Regions from separate parts of the Zea mays genome. Here all the other regions are linked to region 1. The links are chromatin contacts, called in public Hi-C maps. All regions are on one chromosome and are shown on one strand. The core of a region is the stretch at or near the end of the contact, and the rest is flanking DNA. Distances in the headings are between cores, read along the strand shown.

What was found. A called contact is a pair of places that touch in the nucleus more often than the background predicts.
Region 2: a Hi-C map of endosperm shows a contact between it and region 1, with 1.8 times the contacts expected there. The contact joins the promoter of LOC100381627 here to the promoter of LOC100384198 in region 1. A contact is called at or near these places in 4 of 25 Hi-C or Micro-C datasets (ear, endosperm and leaf).
Region 3: a contact with region 1 is called in a Hi-C map of ear, with 3 times the contacts expected there. The contact joins the promoter of LOC100272651 here to the promoter of LOC100384198 in region 1. A contact is called at or near these places in 14 of 25 Hi-C or Micro-C datasets (bundle sheath, ear, endosperm and 4 more).

What each region holds. Positions count from the first base shown.
Region 1 is chr3:198,964,164-198,967,753 of Zm-B73-REFERENCE-NAM-5.0, forward strand. It overlaps LOC100384198, which reads right to left and starts at 1,770. Exons shown (of 9, transcript XM_020549945.1): 1 at 1,298-1,770; 2 at 322-601; 3 at 101-215. The coding sequence starts at 426.
Region 2 is chr3:198,731,347-198,734,936 of Zm-B73-REFERENCE-NAM-5.0, forward strand. LOC100381627 (Subtilisin-like protease SBT2.1) reads right to left here and starts at 1,823. Exons shown (of 10, transcript NM_001361459.1): 1 at 1,222-1,823. The coding sequence starts at 1,502.
Region 3 is chr3:198,833,304-198,836,893 of Zm-B73-REFERENCE-NAM-5.0, forward strand. LOC100272651 reads right to left here and starts at 1,596. Exons shown (of 5, transcript NM_001147109.1): 1 at 1,005-1,596; 2 at 488-642. The coding sequence starts at 1,056.

The DNA of each region.
Region 1 (3,590 bases), core at 520-3,019:
TAATTAAGGTGTTCTTTTTGTTTCCATTTGTAACTAGAATCGCAACGCAGAAAAAGAAAGCAGAACACTAGGAAAAGAAATCAGGGAACACAATAGGAACCTTTGCTGAGCTCCGAGTTCTCCTTCCGCAGCTTCTCGTTCTCAGCCTGCAGGAGCTTCACCGCCTCCCGCAGCGCCGTCCGGCTCCTCACCAATTTCTGGCAATTCTTCCACTGCTGTAGAACCCAAACCCCAAAAGGAAACGCCCCCAAAAAGAAGGCACGTCAAGAACAGAACAAGACAGAATGCGGTGTCATGATGAGAAGAGGGAGGGTCAATTACCGTCGCGCAGCACGGGTTGGGGCCGCCTACGCCGGCTGCGGAGGAGGAAGAGGCCGCGAGCTGGGCATCCAGCGAGGATGTGGGCTCTCTTGGTTCCGCCGCCATGGGGCGGCGGCGAGAGTCCGATGGAGAGGAAAGGTTTAGGGTTTTGAACGAGACAGGAACGTAGAGTCTGGAAGCGGAGACAGTGGAACCAGTAGCCGTTGGACCGACTCTCGCTCTGACTCTCTGAGGCCCGAGGTGAGAGGTCTGAGCCCAGAGCCCGCAACAGCCGGCCCCTCTGAAAAAAAAAGGAAAATATATAAAAAGGAATGGAAATATAAAAAATGCGCCGTTGCCGGGGATCGAACCCGGGTCACCCGCGTGACAGGCGGGAATACTCACCACTATACTACTAATGTATACGATCCCAAATAAACATTAACCATAATTCAAGATAAGAATGTCCTTATTGTTTTTATAAACTAGGGAATTATAGATATAGAGCATGAGTACCACACACGAGAGATAAATACATGCTGCTATTCTATCAGTTGCAATAACAATATCAAGAAAATCATGGTATAGTCCAAATAAAAACGTAGACAATGTTCTATTAGGAAATTAGCCTCAACTGGAAAAACGATATCGTTAGCCTGTAACTTAGACCAAACAGCCTGCATTGGCCCTCAATCATAAATTACACCTTCTCCGTAAAAAAAGATGCAAACAGAGACAAGAAAAAAAAAAGAGAAGAGGATACAAATCAAGCCAATGAAACAGATCCAAAACATCGTACCACAAAACACAGCATCACGTAAGAGCCATTACATACAGCGCACCAACTCGCCGCCCAAATCCGGCTACCGGTGCACAGATCCAGGGCCAAATCCCGCCAAGCAAGCAAAACAGAGAGAAGCGAGGAAGCCTCCGCAGAGACAGGGCGCAAGAAAAAGGCGCGAGGCGCGTGGAGGCGACACAGGAATCGATCCCATACCTTACCCTGCGGGCGAGGACAGAGCATAGGGTGGTGTCGTCGCCTCCCCACCCACGTGGTTGCCGGAGTGCCCTGCCACCCTGCTCCCGCAGGCAGCCCGCGCGGACCGGGGGGGACGGAAGCGAGCCGCACCGGCGGCGGCGGCGTGTGTGGGACGGGAATGAAGAAGGGGAAGCGGCGGGCCTTCCGCTTTCTACCCTCGTCGCGCTCCGTTACTTTTTATAACTTTTTTTTTGGCCTGCTTTAAACCCTAAACCCCAAAACACAGGTCGTCTTCTCTTTCTACTATACGGAGCCGCCTGCTAATGGCAACTTGTCATCAAGGCGTTTGCTCGAGAAGAGGAGTTGGCATCGATGCTGCCGGATGGCTTGAGATCGCGCGCTGCCTAATGCATTGTTAATGACGACTAGAAAAAGAACCGCGCTTCGTCGCGCCCTACTCGGCCAAAAGAGTAGAGTTTAGAAGGGCATTACAAAGAGCCAAATCACAAAAAACCCTTGTAAAGGGCAAAAAATGTGGATCCAGATAATTTGAAACTGCAACATTTGTAAACCCCATGTTCAGAAGTTAAAATAATGAAAAAGACATGATACATATATCTAAGACAATTTACAAAGTATGTTAGATATTGGTCCAAAACAGATTTGTATACATGTTCCAGGTAAGCGAAACATATTGAAATCTACATGTGTTTGTACAGAGCTAGATTGCACGCCACCTATAGTCACTTTTAATAATAAAAAGGCATGTTTGAGTCTGCTACATATTTTACACTCAGCAGTTAGCGTCATGGCTTACTACATGGCATTCATTCACTCTTATTCTTAGCCTGATAGATGCATATATACCGCTGCAGTGAGGCAACACAGGAACATAAACAGAGCAATCTGAAGCAGACCTCTAGGTACAGCAATAGGACCAATGACTTTCAACTAATAAAAATGACAGTCCCAGTAAGAAAACCTTTTGGCATGTAAGGTTGTCAAAAGTTACTCTGGAAAGAGATACTCAAGACAACATTCAGAGATTTTTTTTTAGTACCTTAGTTAGTGAAAACTCGAGACCAAAAGCAAAAAAGAAGAAACACCACCAAACTGAGCAAAAATATTCACCTGAGTTGCACACAACAATTCTTATAAGTATGTTGACTTCAATATGCCAAATGAAATTTATCTTCTAGCGAGAGCTGGGAGTTCCAAAAGTGATCACAACGGTTTCAAAACGATCAAAAATAGGTTGTATTGCAAGTGAAGCATCATGGCAGCTCAACTACAGAACAAATGAGTTCATTAGTAGCACACTAAAGAAGCGAAGTGGTTATAATTTCATCATGGTCATAAAGAGTGGTCTGGGTACCTGAATATGTATGTATGTAGGTTACTGAAGCAGATCAACCACAAAAGTAAGTCATAGCATAGAGGACAGTACTTGTAAATAAAAATTCTAAAGCTCAAGTTTGTGACCAACTGTTCTTTTCATTAAACAAACATAAAGAAAACAAATATTCCATAGTACCAGAACCAGACTTTTTAGAAATCAAATTTCAAAAAATTACGGTTAGCATAGAACTCAACAAATTTCCCGACAACACAATGTTTACTAAGCATTTGAGTTATGCTGAAACCAAGTCCATGGTTGTAACTTCATTCCCCGGCTTGACTGATAACTTAAAGTCAACAACCCCTAGCAAGACCATGTCCATTGGCTGCATAAAGAAAAAAAGACATCAATCAATATGTATGTATGTGCGCTACTGAAGCAGATCAACCACGAAAATAGAACATAGCATAGAGAACAGTACTTGTGCATAAAATCTCTGAAGCTCAAGTTTGTGAACATTTGTTCTTTTCATTAAACAAACATAAAGAAAACAAATGGTTCATAGTACCAAAACCAGACTTTTTAGAAATCAAAATGTACTTCACCTACCAAGCATTGCATCTTCCACCTCTATACCACCAGCTCTCCACCCAACAACTCCAAGACCAACTATCATAGTTGTGTGGGAGTCAGTGCCTATGACGCTGTCAGGGTAAAAGATCACACCATTGTTGAACACAGTACTTGTGCATAATATCTCTGAAGTTCAAGTTTGCGAACATTTGTTCTTTTCATTAAACAAACATAAAGAAAACAAATGTTCCACAGTACCAGGAACCAGACTATTTAGAAATCAAATTGCACTTCACCTTGCCAAGCATTGCAGCTTCAGCCTCTATACTACTAACATACACAGTACAAATGAAAGAATTGTCTGGCTCTAGGAGCAAATTTGTTTTTCAAGTGTAAAAC
Region 2 (3,590 bases), core at 573-3,072, 230 kb before region 1:
GTATGTTTTTTGCTGACGATGTACTTGTAGTAGATGAAAACGAGAATGAGTAAATAGAAAGCTAGAGTTATGGCGTCAGACCCTATAGTCAACAGGATTTAGAATTAGCATGACTAAAACCGAGTATATGAGATGTGACTTTGGTACTACAATTAGTGAGGATGGAGATGTAAGCTTGGGAGGCCAGGTAGTACCAAAGAATGACACCTTCCGTTATTTGGGATCGATGCTACAGAGAGATGGTGATATTGATGAAGATGTTAGCCATAAGATCAAAGGGTGGATAAAATGGCGTCGAGACCTATGTGACAAGAGAGTGCCACAGAAGTTGAAAGGCAAGTTCTACAGGACTACGATTAGGCCTGCTATGTTATATGACGCTGAGGGTTGGCCTACTAAAAGACGACATATCCAACAACTAAGTGTCGCAGAGATACGTATGTTGCGTTGGAGTGAGAAACGATGACATACACGATCGGCTAGGAGTAGCGTCAATTGAAGAAAAGCTTATTCAACACCGATTGAGATTGAGATGGTTTGGGCATTTCCACCGGAGACCCCCAGAGACACCGGTGAAGAGAGGTAGAGGGCGACCAAACTTGACATGGGAGGAGGTAATCAAAAGGGACTTGAAGGAATGGAATATCCCAAAGGAGTTGTGTTTGGATAGAAGTGATTGGAAAGAAGCTATCCACGTGCCCGAACCGTGATTAGGCATTTTCCCTTTTAGTGCTCTCAAAAGCTTTTTTCGCTCCCCTTTCTCTCTCTTTCTTATTTTGTGAATTCTTGTTGGATTTTAACTCTAGCCTATCTCAATTTGCTTGGGACTAAAGGCTATGTTGATGATATGTATTTATGTATCAACAGCAGCAAAGGGCCATATGGCCATATACCATTCACGCGGTTACTGGTGTGACAGTGTTCTGGTCGGATCAAATCCCATGCCCATATACAATTCACGCGGCAAAATAGTCTAACTAGAGACACCGCCACCCCCAATGTAACCAGCAATTTTACAGCAGCGAAACGATCTGTCGGCAGGTTAAAAGTATGAGCGATGGAGCAACTCAATCATCTCCACTACAGCACAATCAAGAAAGCTCAAAACTCGGTAAAATTTTGCATATCACATCAGAAACGCCGAAGCGACAAAATGCAGAACATATAATAGCTGTAGAACAAAAAAAAAATACAAACAATCAGTAAAGTTCGACAAAGAACAACCTCGGCTTCCTGAGGACGCTGGTGGTCGGGGTGTCTCCTCCTCCTCCTCCTCCGCTGCCGCCGCGGCCGACGGCAGTAGCAGCCTTGCTGCTCCCGAACTTCTCCAAGTTAAGTCGCCTGTGGGAAACCGGCGCCTGCTTCATGGTGACAATGTACACCGCAGTGCCGTCCTCGAAAGCGCGGACGCCGGCGCCGCCCGCCAACACCCCAAGAACCGTCAGCGCGTACAGGAACGCGGCGGCGGCCGCCCGGTGCTCCTCCCTCCGCGCCACCCCCATTCCTATGAAGCTGCTCGGTGCCCACCCCCACAACCACAAGACACCAAGAACCGCCAAGAAAGAAATGCTAGTTGCGTCCACCGCCCATGGGAGCCAAAACCGAACTTTCAGGCGTACTGAAGCGCGGCCGGGATGGCAGGCGGCAAATTAATGGCGAGGGAAAGAGGGGGAGGGAGTCAGAGGGAGACAGGGAGTGCACCTCCGCCGGCGGCAGCGTCGCCCGAGGAGGAGGCGAGAACACCCAAAGAGTGCGACTTTGCGAGGCTAGAGAAGAAAGGGATGCATCGAGCAGGAAGGGAAAGAATACTGCTGCTACCAATGCTCCCCTGCCCTCCCCTCCCCTCCCCTCCCCTCCCCGTTAAAACCCTCTCGTGTAACGACCAGAGCCCTCTCTTCCGGTCTTCAGCGAGTAGGGGCCGCCAGCTCCAGGCTCCAGCTCGGTTGTCACACATCACACTACTACAGTTTGCAGTGTGCTGCGCTGCTCAGTGCGACCGGCCACTCTCGTATTGTGTGGTACTCCGACTAGTGCAGTAGTGCAGCAGTAGGAGCATGGAGTACGGCGGTTTTGGGCGTCTGCTTCTGCAGCTCTCTTTTCCATGTGTTGGGCTGTTGCCTGTTGGCGTCTTGGCGAGAAGGATTCACAAATCACAAGAGGTCAGTGACAGCCTGACAGCCCAGCCACAGCACATAGGGGAGGCCGGGAGGGAGACCTGACCTGAAAGTGAGACCTCGGCTTTTCTACAGCCTCGAGAAGCGTGCATTGATTCAAGCCTTCGCTCCCAAGCAAGAGTCCCAAGCCAGCTTCACTCGGTACACAACCTGGGTTCAATCACGATTCATGTAAGCTAAAATATTTCCGCAAGTATATCTTCAGCAGCTCCCAAATCTCAAATTTTATCACGTCCTTTATTTCAAACTCTACTTTATAAACAGTGTTAGGCTGGTGCCAATGCAGGCTATAGTGAGGGCGATAGCGCCCAGCAGGAGGCGAGAGCGGGGCTGGAGGCGGGCGAGAGCGACCCGGCGGGCGCTACTGCTACCGCCCGGCGATAGGCAGGCGAGAGCGGGGCGACGCGTTGGCGATGGCGTCTTCGCGGGCGAGAGCGAGGGGCGACAGTGAGTGGCGGCTTCTGATTGGTCCACGTGTGTTATAGCCTGAGGCTGTAGCCTGCTGCAGCCTGTGCACTGGAGCAGCAGGGGCGAGAGTGGAGGCGAGAGCTGACGTGGCAGGGGCGAGAGAGAGGCTGTGCACTGGACTCAGCCTTAAATAGTATTATATACAGTGTCACGTCCTTATTTTACACGATCAAATAAAGACTTAAAAACGGCAGCCAGTACTAGAAGATCCAATCTATCATCGTCAATCTATCATCGTCGCCTTGCATCATGGATCGGTACGGACGGTTCAAGTGATACAATTACAGTGTTGTTTGAAAAACATACATCGTTCAAACCTTGTAATGCTCTACCATCCAACAAAGGGTATCCTAATCCTAGTACTATGTATATTGCAAATGCTACTACCTGAAAAAACGGAAAAAATTGGGAAAAAAAATTGCACACGGCAGGGCCGCAAAGCCATCACCGTGCGGCCTACCTGCCGATGCATGACGCGTGGAAACTCGCTATCCAACGCTCCCAGCCTCCCATGCTCCCACACGGACACGGCTCCTCCAACTCAGCTCACGTACGGCACGGCACTTGCATTCGTACGAGAGAAAAAAATCAAACATTCACAATCCATCTGAATAGACATTGGTGCCGTTTGGTTCAGCTTCTGGCGGATTCTGGCCGCCAGAAGCTGAAGCGGCTACCAAACGCGCAGCTTCTCCTCCCGCTTATTCGCGTCGCGCTTCGATGAGAAGCCACCCGCCTACGCGACGCCAGAAGCGGGTCTGAGGACGCTTCCACGGAAAGCCACCCTCATTTCGCTAGGGTTCGCAAGCGCGGCCATCACGCGTCCCCGTCGCAACTCGCCGCCGCAGCTCTCCTCCCCATCACATCTCCCGCAATCGCTCTCATTCGCGACGCCCGCGACGGCCGTCTCGTCCCCCATCGCATCTCCCGCCGCCGCGCTCGTCGTCT
Region 3 (3,590 bases), core at 346-2,845, 130 kb before region 1:
TTTCTAAAAACAAACAACAACTACAGTGTTCTAGTTATTGTCGATAGTGTCTTAATTCAACAAAAGGATGTGTGCAAGCATGCTTGTCTTCCATCTCTGTCGTGCATAACTCAATCCAATAACGAAGCGCGTGTGCTACCAAACAAACGTATAACCATTTATTCCACACATCTAGGGTGCCTACGATCAAGCACATAATATTCGACTACAACCACTCAAGTACCCGATTTTGGAGCACTACTGATATGAACCTCAATTCCACTAAATTTTGCCCTTGCGGCCCACGGGAATATATTCTGGATTACTCCCCGCACTAGTCTTCCACTATCAGTCAGCCCATGCAAAAATTGACATGTACGGGAAAGAAATAAAGCATACATGATACATGGGAACCAAACGCACAAACAAGGAACGAGAGGCACATAATTTTATTTTATAAAGAAAAAATATGGCAACTTTGTGGATATGACGGTTCTAGAATCTGCACCTCGTCTCCAACCGAGTTTAGCCGGTACAGCCCCTCATCTGGCCCGCTGAATCCACCGCCATTGCCATCACTGCCGGCTTCCTCCAAACCCCCGAGCTCGAACCCCTCGAGTGGCTCCTTCCCGAAGAAGGCGTACTGGCCAGCGTCAAAATTCTCTGCAGCAAGACAAGAAACGTCAGGTCATCTCAGCATCGGCAAGAGACGACTTTAATCAACCCCGACGACTAACAAGAACCGCGAACTAAACGCAAGAACATCACACGAAACAGTTCCAGCAGACAAAATCGATTTCTGTTAAGATTCTTGGACCCATAGGCCTCACGAACAAGTCTCCACCCGAGCCCGAAAATTCGCATCTGAAACACCGCAAAGAGGCGCCGACCAGAGCACCCGCTAAATCGACCCGAACAGCACCAACAACCAGCCAACAAACGACGACAACTGAAAAAACCAGCGGCCAGACCAAACGCAGCAAGAAACCCACCAGCGCAGCGGATTCAGCGGCCAAGAGTCTCACCTGCGGCGGAGGAGGACGCGGCGCCTCCGCTCTCGGGCTCGACGCCCAGCATCGCCGCAAGACCCCTAGAAGGAGTAGCAGCAGCGCAGGCAGCAAGCGGCGGCGCGCATCTGGGGCTAGGGCCTGTTGGCGCGATTTCCTTCAGGCTTCGGATCTGAGCTGGGCGAGGGGGAAATAGAGAGATAGCTCGGCCTCGGCTGCTGCTTGCCTCCCTCTCCTGCTTTAATAAATACAAAATATTTCCGAAATACTAGACGCGGCAGGTGAATGAGGAGCATACTGCGGCCATGTTTTAGGCGTCTGCTTCTGCAGCTCTCTTTTCCATGTGTTGGGCTGTTGGCGAGAAGGATTCAGTGATTCACAGATCACACACAAGAGAGCTCAGGGCACCAGATAAATTGGCGGACACAGAAGGGAAGAGGTCAGTGACAGCCCACAGCCCACAGCCCACAGGGGGAGAGACCTCACTCCCAAAAAGAAAATAATAGTGAAAAAAAAGAAACGATTTTCCCCTTCGAGGTAGTACTACCTAGCTTCTGAAAAAAATAGAATATCAGATTCCGAGGCACATCAAGGTGAAGGAGAGGAGTACTAGGCGAATCGTAACAGTGCAGAAACTAGAGGCAGATTGGCAATTGTAGTGGTAGATGAGACCCTAAAGAAGGGATAAGATCATGAGGGAGGAAAAAAGGGGCTTTCAGTATGGCTTGTATCTCACTCTATCTTATTCTCACCTATTTATCTCTTTTTTATTTGTATGTATGAATGGTGCTTCTCTCTCTTTCTATGGGGTGCTTTTTTTTAATTTAGACAGGACTGTTTGGTCTATTTTATTTTATTTTATTTTGGTGTGGCTGCTAATCCACCCCTGCGCTGCGCTGCTCCAGTACCATGCTTTCTCTCTCCTCTATGATTGTTTGTCTCACTAAAGGTGGTATTGGGTGTGGATTTGGCATTGCGCTAGCAGTTGGTTACTTGGTTAGTGGAGAATGGGAGGAGGGTCCATTGTGTTTGTGTGAAAGTAGGCCCTGATTCTCTGTACTAGGCGGCCTCAGAGTGGGCGCTTCCTCCTCGGATTCGATTCTCTGACGATCTTGTCAAGTTTTTTTTTATTGCAAGATAATAACTTGGGGAAAAAATGAGGACAGAAATCAGACCAGTCACAATACAAAGGCGGCGAATCTTTATTTTCGAGAGAGAGAGAGAGAGATGCTATTATGAAGTGCATTGGGATTTTCTCAGGACCTATGTATATATAGATTCTAAAGTAATGTCAGCATTCATGCTAGGAAAAAAAAAGTTGCAATGCGCAGTGTGATTTGTTATTTGATAGGCTATTCACCACAATTAATCTGATGCATGTGATTGGACGAAACGTCAGTTCATCGTCCCAAGTTTCATCCAAATGAATTACATTCTGATCTCTCTTCATATAAGCGGTACAGTAACTACAGGTCCTGTTTATTTTAGCTTTCCTGGTACTAAGCTGAGATCTCGAGAAACCACTGTCTGAACAAGTTGAACTATTGGCAATCCTGATTATTTTTAACTGATTATCTGTTTTGGATGCAAAATGACATGTATATCCTAAAGCTGATGGTACCTCATTTGTTTCTCTTTGCATTTGTATCCTAACAAGTAGATTGCATTCTTTTCTATTTAATTATTTACTTGTTTTAGTTGGGTTTTCATCGATCATCAAAAATAGAGAGATTGTAACGAAAATAGATCAAGACAACAAGACCCATTTAATTATAGTTGTCGGGGAACATAATTAGGGGTACCCTCAAGACGCCTAATTCTCAGCTGGTAACCCCCATCAGCATAAAGCTGCAAAGGCCTGATGGGTACGATTAAGTCAGGGATCAGTCCACACGAGTGACTCGATCACGCTTCACCCGAGCCTAGCCTCGGCCAAGGGCAGCCGACCTCGAGAGACTTCCGTCTCGCCCGAGGCCCCCCTTTTTACGGCGGACACATCACCGGCTCGCCCAAGGCCTTGGCTTCGCTCAGAAGCAACCTTGACTAAATCGCCGCACCGACTGACCAAATTGCAGGAGCATTTAACGCAAAGGTGGCCTGACACCTTTATCCTGACACGCGCCCCCGGCAGAGCCGAAGTGACCGCCGTCACTCAGCCGCTCCACTGACCAGTCTGACAGAAGGACAGCGCCGCCTGCGCCACTCCGACTGCGGTGCCACTCGACAGAGTGAGTCTGACAGGCAGTCAGGCCTTGCCAAAAGCGCCACGGCGAACTCCGCTCCGCCCGACCCCAGGGCTCGGACTCGGGCTAAGACCCGGAAGACGGCGAACTCCGCTCCGCCCGACCCCAGGGCTCAGACTCGGGCTAAGACCCGGAAGACGGCGAACTCCGCTCCGCCCGACCCCAGGGCTCGGACTCGGGCTAAGACCCGGAAGACGGCGAACTCCGCTCCGCCCGACCCCAGGGCTCGGACTCGGGCTAAGACCCGGAAGACGGCGAACTCCGCTCCGCCCGACCCCAGGGCTCGGACTCGGGCTAAGACCCGGAAGACGACGAAACTCCGCCTCGCCCGACCCAGGGCTCGGACTCGGGCTAAGACCCG